2 separate regions of the Mus musculus genome follow, and region 1 is linked to region 2. The links are chromatin contacts, called in public HiChIP or PLAC-seq maps. All regions are on one chromosome and are shown on one strand. The core of a region is the stretch at or near the end of the contact, and the rest is flanking DNA. Distances in the headings are between cores, read along the strand shown.

Region 1 (6,856 bases), core at 2,703-5,202, 150 kb after region 2:
CAAGCCTAATGGTTTGACCTCCTATGCTCTGTCAGACTTACTCCGTTTCTAAGAAGTTTTCTTCCCTGGCATAAGCTAGTCCTAACATGGTAGCCCTGCAGAGATGGGCCTTTGTCATCAGTGGGGAACACCAGATGTGAGACCCACTTCCCTACGCTGTCCTCAGCACCCCACCTGCCCTGTGGCCCCCCATGTTTCCTCATGTTCTGCTGGAAAAGAATGTGGCTGCGTGCTGGCTTTCAGAGTGGAAGTAGATTGAGAAGAGCCAGGAGTAGTGGCTCACGCCTTCAGTCTCAGCACTTGGGAGGTTGAGGCCACATGATTTCAGGTTCAAGGGCAGCCTGAGCTACACTGTGAGTTTCTGTGTAGGCAGGGATGTAGCAGGAGACTTTATGTAAAATCAAATAGCATAAAATAAACCAACCTGGGCATGGTGATGCACACCTGTAATCTCAGCACTTGGGAGGTGTACAGGAGGATTAATAGTTCAAAGTCATAACAAGTTTGAAGCCAGAGTGATCTACATGAGAGCTTGTCTTAAAGCAACAGTAATAAGCGGTCCATTGAGATGTCTCAGCAAGTAGAGGCACCTGCCTCCGAGCCTGATGGGCTGAGTCTGACCGAGATAAGAGAGCTGACCCCCTAAAAGTGTTTGCTGACCTCCACATAAACACACAAAAGTAAATACATGAAATACATATTAAACATTATTTTTTTTAAAATATTCATTTATTTTATTTATATGAGTACACTGAAGCTGTCTTCAGACACACCAGAAGCATCAGATCCTATTACAGATGGTTGTGAGCCGCCATGTGGTTGCTGGGAATTGAACTCAGGACCTCTGGAAGAGCAGCCAGTGCTCTTAACCACTGAGCCACCTCTCCAGCCCCATATTAAACATTCTATAAGGGGAGTGTTGATGAGCAGAGAAGAGAAGAACAGCTGGGGAGGGCTAACTGCATGGCTCAGTGGTTACGAGCACTCACTGCTCTTGCAGAGGACCCGGGTTCAATTCCAAGCATACACATGGTGGCTCACAACCATTTGTAACACTAGTTCTAGGGAATACTGGTGTCTTCTGCAGGCACCAGGCACACATGTGGTAAGCAGACATACAGACAGACAAAACACCTATGCACATACAAAGTTAAAAGAGAAGAATACAAGCCGGGCGGGGTGGCGCACGCCTTTAATCCCAGCACTCGGGAGGCAGAGGCAGGCGGATTTCTGAGTTCTAGGCCAGCCTGGTCTACAGAGTGAGTTCCAGGACAGCCAGGGCTACACAGAAACCCTGTCTCGGGAAAAAGAGAGAGAGAGAGAGAGAGAGAGAGAGAGAGAGAGAGAGAGAGAGAGAGAGAGAGAGAACACAGCTGGAATGGGAGGCGAAGCCCTGGGTGTGGCTCCAGGCACTTCACCGCATGGTGGGGCAGTGCATGCTCCTGATGCAGCGCTTCCAGTTTGGAGGCTGGGGCATCAAAGAACGAGACTGTTTCAAAACCAAACACAAGCCAGACAGTGGTAGAACACTTTAATTCCAGCACTCGAGAGGCAGAGGCAGGTGAATTTCTAAGTTCGAGGCCAGCCTGGGCTACAGAGCGAGTTCCAGGACAGCCAAGGCTACACAGAGAAACCCTGTCTCGAAAAACCAAAACCAAAACCAAAACAAAACCAAACCACTACTGCTACTCCCACCCCCTAGTATTCATTTGAGTCATCCTAAGCTTTTACTTTGCCAACAAAAACTGAATGGCAAGTTACTCAGCACCTCTAGGGCTCTAGAATAGAATTTACCTGGTAGAGTTATATTAATTACATGATTGGCCATGCTGCCAAACCTGGAAAATTAAGTTGTACATCCTCAGGAAACAATTCCTCTCTTTCTAAATGAGCAAGCAACAAATAAAGACTGGTAGGGCCTTGTTATGTAGCCCAGGCTGGCCTTGAAGCCCTTATCTCTCCTGCCTCATATTCCCAGGGCCTGAAATTATAGGCACCACACATGAGGATTAGTGGAAATCTTAAAGAAACACAAAAGTTATAGGGACACAAAATGAAACGTGGAGAGAGAGAGGTTCCTTAGCAGAGATTCAAGAACTTCACTGTCCCCAGCAAAGAGGGAGATTCCAAGAGAGGAGGACATACACAGTGCGGGGTGGACATTTTGGAGGAGGCTTTATGCCCAGAGAGACAGTCTGAGTATCCCGAGTCCCCCCTCATGTGTTGGCATCACGTGTGCACATTGGCACAGATACGGGCACACACTGGACTGAGATGTTTTTTCTTGGTAGTAGGAGCACACACACATACACACACCTGACAGCTTTGTCACATCAGCAAATGGGATGGGGTGCTGAGAACACACCCCATCAAAACCAGCATCACAAGTTTATTACGGTGTCAAGTGTCTGAGCACAGGCGTGGTTGAGCCTGGGCCCAGTCTCTGCCTGCCTGATGGCGCGGTGAGGAGGCACTATTACTGTGGCCTGATATGGCTTAGGGGAGGCAGGGGCTACCGCCTCACCCACAGTTGGACAGGCTTGGGAGGCAGCCAGCTGGGTTGCAGCCCTCTGGACCTGCCCTAGCCTCCAAAACCTCATCTCATTAAAGAAGAGGCAAGCTGCTGCCATCTAGTGGCCAGGGCTGGAGAGGCGCCCTTGTCGACCTCCAATCACTGACATTCTCAAATATTTCTCCCAACCTCCTACTCTCACTTCAGGTTCTTCAGTCAGCCAAGGAACAGATTAAATGGTCGCTATTGAAATGAAGACCTTGGAATCAAGGCTCCTTCCCCAGAGAACTTTTGCCAGTCCCCGCGTAAGCCCCAAGATCTCAAGACGCAAGAGAGACCACTCTGCCTTCTCAGGCCTCTCTCAGAACTGATCCCTGAGGTCTCCTGCCAGGGATTCTGAGACGCAAAAGCTTGACCCCAGCTCCCTCACCCCTACTCAGCATCCTAACCTGGCCTTGGGGCCATGGGAACCAGCAAAGTTGCCTCCCCTCGGACCTCTGACATCCTCAGTCCTAGGCCTTAATAAACTTACATTTTTCCCCCCCAAAGACCTCCTTTCTTGACTTTGAAGTGTGTGTGTGTGTGTGTGTGTGTGTGTGTGTGTGTGTGGTGTACGTGCGCGTGTACACTACACCTGTGAATGAGGTCAGAGTGGGTCAAGGGAAAGGGTTGTGTTTAACACGAGGGGTGCAACACTGATACCCTGGTGTTGCATGAGTAGTTGAGCGGTTAAACACGACGGTGTGGCATGGTAAGAGTCATAGTAACAGGAATAATATTCTTCCAGGAAAAGGAGAGTGAAGATGGCTTCTCCATTTTGTCTGTGCAGTACCCACAGGGAGGCTCCGCTAGGGATTCCTTGAGTCGTTTTTTCCATTCTAGGCTCCAGAAAGGAAGGGAGTCAGGCTTACTCTGACAAACCCAGGAACTGTTTGGCTATTTTTCTTGGCGCGCCTGGGACCGCGGAATTCTTATCTTGGCATAGATCCTGGGCAGTAGAGCTCTATAATTTGCTGTCTCTATCTGGGGGCGAGAAGGCACCGAGTGGTGGCCACTGCGCGTGTGTGTAGAGCATCCGTGTACCTACGAGGAGGCGAAGGACGGGGGTCGGGGGAGGGACGGACAGGGGTGTCTAGAGAGGCGACAGACGGAAGGAGATTCACGGCGACACATCTCAAGGATGGAGATGAATAAACTTTCTGAGCATCCCGAACCCCCTTCCTACCCTAGTCCCAATCTCTGAACTTTCTCTCGGTTTTTCCTGTGACCCATACGCTTTCGGCGTCTCCACGCCGCGGACTCTTCTTTGGCAGCGTGGGGTGTCATCTTCTTGGATCCCTGGAGGTTTTCAGCGGCTCCCACGCTCCGCCCCGGCCCCGCCTCTCACAGGAGCATCGCGCAGCAGGAAGCTCCGCCCCCTCACCACATCCGTGGTCCTAGAGCGCCACCTGGAGGTACTACGGGCACACCTCAGGGTCCTGGGCCTCGATAACTCCGCCCCTGAGGTGGAACCGACCCTCCTCCCGGTGTTTCTCACTGATCTCTGACACCAGAGCCAGTGCGTTGCCCTGGCAACCATCACGCGTGACTTCCCGCGACTTCTCTCCCAACGCAGAGCTTTTTGGCAGCCGCCGTAATAAAAATAGTGGTGAGCCTTGGATCTTAATAAAAGCCTGTCCCGGTGGTTGTCATTTCCAGGCCGTGAGTGTGGGAGATCAGCCTAGGTTGCGTGAGACACTATCTCAAAACAAAACAAAACAAAACAAAACAAAACAGATATTTATACTGAATTTGACTACGTCTGTAATTAGAGAACTCTACGAAGATACGGGGATGATTATCTACTCATTGTAAACGCTTACTATAGTGTCTTTCTAGAGTCGCTGTGCACACAGCCCAGAGTTGCAAAAAGGCAATCCTGAGAGAGGGGGAAGGTGGCACAATAAAATTGTGCAGTTCAGGGGCCAGTGTGGTGACGGAAAAGACATTCTTTGGATTATTTCTCAAATATTCAGCCACCCGTAGCACTTGGCTCCACCATGGATGGAGCCAAGGCCCGGAGGAGTAAACTGCCTCCTGGCAACCCGGCCTGACCTGACTTGGTCCTGCAATTTCAGTTGTGCGAGGACGGGAATGGGAAGCATCAGGCAGAAGCTAGGAGCTCCAGGAAGGCTGGCTCACACAACTCTCTGAACTACACGATACTGTCCACATTCTATTAAGGGATACACCGAGACCCTGAAAGTTTCGAATATACAAGTATATCGCAGCTTCCGCTCGATAGGGGATAGAAAACTCCTCATTATACTACAATATCTGAATTCCTTACTCGCACTTGGTCCTCACAGGGTGTGGAACACACAAGCCTATAATCTCGTCTCTTGAGAGGTGGAGGCTGGAGAATCAGAAGTTGAAAGTCATTTTCTAACTATTTACTGTGTTTGAGACCAGCCTAGGCTACAGATGGTTAAAGGTAACAAGAAAGTGTTCCTTGACTTGCTATGGCTAAAGGCTACTACCCTGATCCCATAGGGAGGGATTAGCAAAGCAGCGACTGGGGGGTTGCGTTGAGCTGAGCTCCCATAGTGGTGATGACCCCAAGTCTGCAGGTCCAGTCTTCTGGCTATTGCGTCTCCCTGCCCCCCTCGCTTTCTGCATCCAGGTGGAGCCGCCTAGACAGCAGGCCTGGCTGACAGCCCGGAGCCCTGGCCGCTGCACCAGCTTTTCCGAGATGAGAGCCTCATCATCGTGGCCACTGGCCGGAGCCTGAGGGATTTCGGGAAGGGCGTCCGCAGTTCTGAGCCAGGGCTTGCCTTCCCGAGTCTGCCCACCCCTGGCATCCTTCCTTGTCTTGCCCATCGCACCCAGCAGCTTCGAAGAGTGTGCGGGAAAGGATCCTTAGGGCCACTCTTTTCCCTGCAACAGAGTAAGAACCGGATCAGAAATCAAGACCTCAGGAATGTGGGCTCACCCAGCCCGAGGGCACAGGAGGAAATACAAACTCAAGAACTTGTTAACTTATTACAGGGACGTGCCAGACACAACACACACCACACACACACACACACACACACACACACACACACACACACACACACACACACACAGAGGCACGCTCCTCCTGCTTTCCTCCAATTGGCTGGCAAGAAAGGCAGGGCATGTGGGATTGGTTCTCACCCCGACACTGATGGATGGCTCCCTGTGACTGGATCATTGTCGGCTGTCAGGAGGAGTGGGAGGCGACACCCGTGCTCTTCTCAGGGCCTCAAACATTGGTAGAGCCAGCCAGGCCTGGAGAGAGAAATGGGCAGAGCAGCCTGCCCAAAGGTCCGAGTTTCTTTGCCCTCAACCTCTTTGAAACACACTGTGAAGCGATGTGCTTTCTGGAGGCTGAGACAGGAAGAGAGCCACGAATTTGATGCTATTCTGGACTACATAGCAAAACAGCGCCTGTCTCAAAATAAGTAAAGCAGAAACTGTTATTAGATTATGGGGAGGAATTAGTTCTGAGCTCTTAGTACAGTAGAGCTCTTTAATGGGAACCCTGGCGAGGGGAATAATTTGCTGTGCACAACTCAGCTTCACTTTCCTCCCAACCTGGGTCAGTGTATTCACATATTTAGGTGTCTGCGATGAGCCAGGCACAGAGAGGAACTAGGGACAGCAGTGGGGTTGGCGTGGAGAGGCCATAGAAGGGATTAGATTTAAGGCATATGTCCAGGTATACGCAGCTTTAAAAATCAGCTCTCAAGCTGGAGAGATGGCTCAGCTGTTAAGAGAACTGGCTGCTCTTCTGAAGGTCCTGAGCTCAATTCCCAGCAATCACGGGGTGGCTCACGACCATATATATATATTCTATATATAGATATATAACAGGATACGATGTCCTCTTCTGTTATGCAGCCACATTCAAAGAGCACTCATATACATACATAAATAAGTCTTTTTTAAAAATTCAAACCTTCTTCTGAGTATGATGGGAATTCAGGTTTAAAGCACAAGATGTGTGTGGTTGGTTTGTGGGGGGTGTTTGGTTTTGTTGTTGTTTTGGTTTTGGTTTTTCTGTTTTTTTGTTTTGGTTTTGGTTTTTTTGGTTTTTTGAGACAGGATTTCTCTGTGTATCCCTGGCTGTCCTGGAACTCACTCTGTAGACCAGGCTGGCCTCGAACTCAGAAATCCTCCTTCCTCTGCCTCCCAAGTGCTGGGATTAAAGGCATGCACCACCATGCCAGGCTGTGTGTTCTTTTTAGTAAGTATTTTCAACAAAAAAGTTGAACAAGTGGTTGCCAAATTATATTCTCCCATCACTTGAATGGTCCTGTTCTAGTTTCCAATCTCTCCTTC
Region 2 (6,555 bases), core at 3,162-5,661:
TCCTTCCATGAAATCCAAAATAATCTTTAACTACAGAGTGAAAATGTTTTCCATGTTTTCATTATATCTCAGCATGTTTCGAAGTTGTTTTTATTATTAAATTATAATATTTATCCAGATAAAATACATGTCCAGATAAAAGTTTTATGTGAGAAAGCTCAAACCAGTGTCCCCTAGAAACACTTTATAGAACTGGGTGGTTTTTCAGAAACTATGAGTATGTTGGAGAGATGATTCAGATGAAAACCTGAGTTCAAATCCACAGCCCATATAACGAGTAGGGTCTCAAGCACAGTGGGGAAGAGAGACCAAGGGATTGCTGGGGCCTGCTGAGTGCCAGCTGAGCCAAAAACAAAAAAACAAAAACAGGAGCTCAATGTTCAAGGAGAGACTCTGCCTCAAAGGGGATAGGGAAAGAGGAAACCATCAGCGCCCTCCCCTGGCCTCTGCATGCATACAAAGAATATATATACTTGCTTGTGATGCGCAGAGAGAGAGAGAGAGAGAGAGGGAGAGAGAGAGAGAGAGAGGAGAATCCATGAGCCTACATTTCTTATGCACCATGAACCTTTATCAAACCCTAATGACCATAGAGTTAAAATGTTCTTTTATTTCAAGTTGATTCATTTTTAAAATTACAAAGGCTTAGTGCTTGACTGCTCTGTTTGGTGAATCAGAATGCGGTCTGTTTTGATGCCCGATGCCTGTCTTTGGCCCATTGAATCCAAACCATCCCTCTGGGCCGTGGAGCCTTCCTTTGGCCTTTTCTTCCTCTCCTTATTTAATCCCAAAGTCATTGCAATAGCTAAGTTCCTGTCACTTCACCCAGCGGGCTACTTAAACAGCTTCCTAATTGGTCTCTAATCTCCAGACACCCCCATTCAAACCCTTCCTAGCCACAGCTATTGAAATACCCACAGTCTTTGCTGGAACTGGACGTGGCTTCCTGTCGCCTACATTTTAAGTCTAGTCAGAGCCTTCCTGCCAGTGCCTCTGCTCCCTACCTGTGCTTGGACTTCAGCCCATCTCATCTGCTCATAGGCCTCACACCTGATGTTCTCGTGCTCACGTGGCTCAGCAGTTAAGAGCACTGATTGCCCTTCCAGAGGTCCTGAGTTCAATTCCCAGCAACCACAAGGTGGCTCACAACCATCTGTAATGGGATCCAATGCCCTCTTCTGGTGTGTCTGAGGACAGCTACAGTGTGTTCATATACATAAAATAAATAAAAATCTTATTTTTTTTTTTTTTTTGGTTTTTCAAGACAGAGTTTCTCTGTAGCCCTGGCTGTCCTGGAACTCACTTTGTAGACCAGGCAGGCCTCGAACTCAGAAATCCACCTGCCTCTGCCTCCCAAGTGCTGGGATTAAAGGCTTGCGCTACCACGCCCAGCTAAAATCTTTAAAAAAGAAAAGAAAAACAAATCTCCCTGCTGCCAAAGACCTCTCCCTTGTAGTATTCTAGTCTCACATCTATGGCACTTTGCTTCTCTTTCTATAAACTTTTCCCCAACAAATCCATGATAAAGACGTAATCGAGTGAGTGGGTATACATGGACATCAACATCTCGACTTAAAGAGCTGTTCTCTCTGGTGTGTGAAATTGCTGAAGGCACAGCGCGGCTGTGTGAGGTGTCTTGGTGGTTTTGTTTGTTTGTTTGTTTTCTGAATGATAAGAAAACAGAGAACTCTGAGCACCGAGCTCAATTCTGAAACTCAGAAACTCGGAGCCTCTTATTCTGATACTCAGGTTCCTTTGAGTCTATCTAGCAGGAGTCGTGAGCACTTTTTGTGATGGATACATTGATCCTCTTGTTTTTCTCTAGTTTACAGCTTCTAGTCCAGCTGAAGCCAGAGACTGGGTGGATCAAATAAGTTTCTTGTTAAAAGGTAAGAGGCACCACTTCAAAACTACATGCTATGGGAGTGGGCTGGCAGGTGAAGTTGTATTTTGAGAGTTTAAGCTAAAAGTTTCTCTAAGTGTTTTTTTCCTGGCTCTCTTACCTACCCTACGTGGCCTTTAAATATAACAACAAATAGTATCCTGTAAGAATGGGAAGAAAAGGCGTCAGGTCACCTCTGATGTCATAGCTCACCCACTGACACCATGTAGACAAGCCACTAATCGTCATTTGGGAAAGATTCAGAAAGCTGCTTAGCTAAGTGTCCTCTCCCCACTTCACCCCTTTTATCTGCAAAGGTAATCCTGCATAGTAATCGTCATGTCATTGAGATCCAAGTCCTTCCTCTCCTGTTTTCCCTTTCTGTTAAAAAGTTGAGTTTTAAACTCATCTAGGTGGCTGTCAGGGACACTGGACATTAAAAATAAATGGTCGTTTCCCAAGCCACAATAAAATGTACCTTGCCTTGGGAATGGCAAGAGCCCTGCCTGAAGAGGTTAAAGGCTGTTCTTAGAGTACCCTCTGCTGGCCAGCCAGAAGGCCTGGTGCAGCAGCCACAATGGCCCAGGAAGCCTTCCCCTGAGAGTGACCAAACAGGTAGATTTGGCCTAAGAGGACCTTCATACACCATCATACGAGCCTCAGTAAGATGCAAGAACACCAACTCCGTACGTGGCCCATGTCTCAAGGAGAAACACAATCCACCTAAAAACACCAAGCTTTCTCATCACGGTTTATTATTCTGCCGTAAGATTTTATGGTGGATAAAAAAGAAGAAAGCGCCCCAGCCTTAATTACAAGAATTGCCTCTTTTCCTCAGTTATACCTCTGCTATCACAAAAACAAACTACTGCGTGCACCAGCAGCATCCCATATAATAGGCTGGAGCTAGGCAGACACGGGCGTTGATGGTGAGGCTACAGGGTACACTCTCATCTAGGTGCCTAGGATTTATGCGTGTAATATACCCCTAAGTGTATAAACCTCAATAAAACTCAAAGCAGCTTTATTGAGCTGTACCCTGTGGTACTTTCAGAATCTCACATTGAAGAAATTATTCATTCCATTTTATTTTAAAACAAACAAAATAATAACATATGGTTTCAGCCGCAAATGTGCCTTTGATCCTTTCCTCCTATGAAGTCGCCGGAATTCAGATGAAATTTGTTGGGAAATCTTTATTAAAAGCCTAATCAAGCCAAGCAGTTTTATTGTGCTTCGAAATGAACCGTTCCTGTCTCTCCATCCTTCCTGTCCCCAGAGTATGCTCAGTGTGCTCGCTGGGTCCTGCAGCGGCCCCTCGGTGGTGGGGTGGGGGTGGGGGTGGGGGTTCCGGGAGCACACTGAAGGCAGAGAACAAGCTTCCCATCCCCCTATCAGAATTGAAACCAATCTTTCTCCCCGCCCTGGTGCTCACCAGTGCGGTAATGGCTGAACACCCCCTCCTCAGTGACCCACTTTGAGGTCATCCAGGCCGCAAAAGGACATGGTAACTGTGCTGTTTGGCCATTCCGTCTGGTCACACCACGGTTGTGTTTTCCCGTGCCCCCATTTCTTTTCTTCTGCTGCTTTTCCTCATTTGTTTTTCTTCCCTCTCCACGAACAAATTTGTCTGAATTCCACAGTGAGACCACCGGGAAATGAACGTCTGAGAGCTCAGACTCCGCCATATTGCCTGGGCTCTGTCACCCTGGCCAACTTGGAGCCATCGCTCACCGATCCGGTTTTCTGCTTGGCGAGCAGAGCATAGGACACAGGCAATGCCTCGCCTGGCCTATTTTCTTCCTTTCACCTTGCGTTTCCGTTCCCATACCCATACTTTTCTGGGCTGCTTCATCCTGACCACGTTTTATTGCCAGGGAGGATTTATGTTGGTGGGTTAAACCTGATGCAGTGACGGGCTGGCCTTTTCTGTAGATTTCCTGCCACTGAGGCCCGCATTAGAAATAACAGCCCTTAACCTAGTGTTTCATTTTCTCCTGACATGTTTTATTCTCATCCCTCCTCCTCTCTCACCTCCTCCTTTCCTATACTTCTTTTTTTTTCTATCTTTATTCATTCTTATCTTTGCTCCCGCTGCAGATCTTAGCTCCTTAACCATTCCCTTCGAAGAGGAGGAGGAGGAAGAGGAGGAAGAAGAGAAAGAAGAGGAAGAAATGTACAATGACGTCGATGGCTTTGACTCCCCAAGGTCTGGCTCCCAGTGCAGAGCCATGGCCTTGCCTGAGCCTACTGAGAAAGAGGAGGACATTTATGAAGTCCTACCAGGTAAGATACATCACCGGCTAACTACCCACCTCCTGCTGCTCAGAAAAACAACAACAAAAACAAAAAACTCTTGACATGCGAAAGAACGAAACAGCCCCCAAAGTTATCCCTATTCAAGGTTCACTGTCTGAAGGAGATGGTGTAAAAAGCCCGGTGACTCTGCCTTGTTCTGGGAACAAGATGAAATCCTCTTTCAGCGGTACCACGTGACGTGACGTCACTTGTTCTTGAGCCATGAAGGTTAAAGGCTAGAGACCACTCCCTCTGTTTCTCATTGGCTAGCTGTGAGTTTGGGGGTGCGTTCTCATAACTCTCTAGCCCTGGCTTACTTTCTGTAGAATCTGGAGAAGGATAAAGCATTGTCTCAAAGGTACGGAGGATTTCCAAAGTCTGGATTGTGCAGATGCCAACAATGGTCTTGATACAGTAAAACTCTGATAGAACACACCTCATCATCGCCCAGAGTCAAATCTCATCTCCTCAGAGTAAGCCTACCCTGCCTCGCCTCTCCCCGTGCTGGGGCCGGTTGACTCTGGAGCCCTCCCCTTCACAAGGCAGGCTCACTAGCATCTCAGAAAACGCACAGTCATCACTGTTCCCGCAGAGCCACTTCTGGTGGGAATCCAGCAGCTGGTGAACAGTACAGAACACAGTGGGGGTCAGACTGGAAAGCCGGAGCCTGAGCCTTTTAATTGTGAGGTATTTAGACAATGGGAAAGCTGAATCTTCAAGTCCATTCAGGAAGCGCTCCTGTGGAAATTTGCCAGGAGTTTAGTACTCTGCTAAGAAATTCAAATTAAGCCAAAATTTATAGCAATTTAAGCCTGCATCCCAGATGAACCTGGAAACTAAGGTGAACCCAACACTTAGGCCCCAGAAGACAGGGCCCCTTGCTAAAAGCATTATCAGTAAATAATTGCATCTCAAGGCTTCCTAAGAGGAGGACCCAGCCTTCTTAAGTAGGTATTCCCTATTTGTCTCTTGCCTGAGAGACAAGCGACGTCATTGCTCTCTGAGTCAAGTTGCAAGTCTGTGTGTCCTCAAAGCCCCACCAAGAAGTGTTCAATCCTCCTCAGTCCTCCAGCCTCTGCCAGACTCCACTTCCCCTGGCGGCGGCGGCGGTGGTGGTGGTTGTTGTTGTTGTTGTTGTTGTTGTGTTTTATTATGCAAATGATATCTTGGTTGAGGTCGAGCCATTTCTTGTGTCTGAAGTTAAAAAAAAAATGATAATTTCCTCAGCAAGTCATCGTCGTTAATGAAGTTTTACAAAAACAGATACAACCAAAGGAAAATAAAATTTCACAGGTGATAAATTTTTCCAATTTCCCTGGCAGAATTCGATAGGATTGTTAAATTAAGAGTGAAGGTGTCTGTTAGGAAGCAACGAGCGGTGATGGGTAATTTTATAGAGTGGAAAATTGAATCAAATTGCTACATTAAAACAGAGCTCCTCCGAGAATCTTCCTCCACAGCCTGTGCCATTGCAACAGCAGGGTGCAGAAAGCGATCTAATTCACCACACTCCCTAAAAGGAGATGCTCTCCCCAGCTTGGCCAGGATCTTCCTAGAGAGCTCACGCCAGCCCAGGTTCGGGGAAAGAGCCGGATGAGGCTTCACCTGAGGTTCCAACGATCTCCAAGCCACTCTGCCTTCTGGGCTGCAGAGAAAAGCTATGTGATGCCCAAAGAAGCCAGGGAGGATGAAACTGATGCTGGGGGGGGGGGGGGGAGTGAAGGAGAGAGACCGCAGGAAACAGGATGGGATTCCTTACTCTGGGTCAGAAGGAAGGACTGTACCACCAGCTTCTGAGTGACCAAGTTCATCCTGCCTCCTAAACACTGCTGACAAACAAGCTGAGGTCCCTAAAATGCCTCCAAACCTCCCACTGCTTATATACAAGAGTGGAGCCGGGGGCTGGTGAGATGGCTCAGTGGGTAAGAGCACCCGACTGTTCTTCCGAAGGTCCGGAGTTCAAATCCCAGCAACCACATGGTGGCTCACAACCATCCGTAACGAGATCTGGTGCCCTCTTCTGGAGTGTCTGAAGACAGCTACAGTGTATTTACATATAATAAATAAATAAATCTTAAAAAAAAAAAAAGGAAAAAAAAAAAAAAAAAAAAAAAAGAGTGGAGCCAACGGCATGGAGCTTAGTCAGCCTCCTCAAGCAGCCACTAACCCTGTGCCCACAACTCCAGTCCACGGAAATTGAGGGAACCACACTATAGAAAAGGTGGGATCTCTTTCTGCAGGTTAGAAGGACAGCAGCTACCTTGCCTGTGCATCCAATGAACAGAAGCCACTATACACCACAGTTCTTACAGACAGCATGGGGTGGGGAGGTATATAGTCATTTAATTATCATGTGATTATTTCAGCCACATGTC

What was found. HiChIP or PLAC-seq counts read pairs in DNA pulled down with a chosen protein or histone mark.
Region 1: a contact with region 2 is called in an H3K4me3 HiChIP or PLAC-seq map of stem cell-derived neural progenitor cells, with 36 read pairs. The contact joins two enhancer-like sites. A contact is called at or near these places in 1 of 39 promoter capture datasets (embryonic stem cells), 3 of 15 datasets of contacts at CTCF or cohesin (the NIH/3T3 cell line, embryonic stem cells and large pre-B cells), 5 of 484 Hi-C or Micro-C datasets (the HPC-7 cell line and embryonic stem cells), 5 of 115 datasets of contacts at active chromatin or transcription factors (embryonic stem cells and stem cell-derived neural progenitor cells) and 4 of 9 other capture datasets (adipose tissue, embryonic stem cells, liver and 1 more).

What each region holds. Positions count from the first base shown.
Region 1 is chr11:96,858,144-96,864,999 of GRCm38.p6, forward strand. It overlaps Copz2 (coatomer protein complex, subunit zeta 2), which reads left to right. Exons shown (of 9, transcript NM_019877.2): 9 at 2,720-3,060. The coding sequence ends at 2,767. Gm11523 (a long non-coding RNA gene) reads right to left here. Exons shown (of 4, transcript XR_880183.2): 3 at 5,690-5,962; 4 at 4,299-5,428. Among named protein-coding and RNA genes, the nearest start is that of Mir152, 11 kb to the left of the region's middle. Within about 2 kb of position 3,953, at least 187 of the 459 cell types and tissues checked have an H3K27ac peak or open chromatin away from gene starts, as enhancers often do. A contact at or near this core is called in stem cell-derived neural progenitor cells, where this site is marked.
Region 2 is chr11:96,709,035-96,715,589 of GRCm38.p6, forward strand. Skap1 (src family associated phosphoprotein 1) reads left to right here. Exons shown (of 12, transcript NM_001177899.1): 8 at 1,826-1,889; 9 at 3,983-4,168. Among named protein-coding and RNA genes, the nearest start is that of Snx11, 65 kb to the right of the region's middle. Within about 2 kb of position 4,412, at least 21 of the 459 cell types and tissues checked have an H3K27ac peak or open chromatin away from gene starts, as enhancers often do. A contact at or near this core is called in stem cell-derived neural progenitor cells, where this site is marked.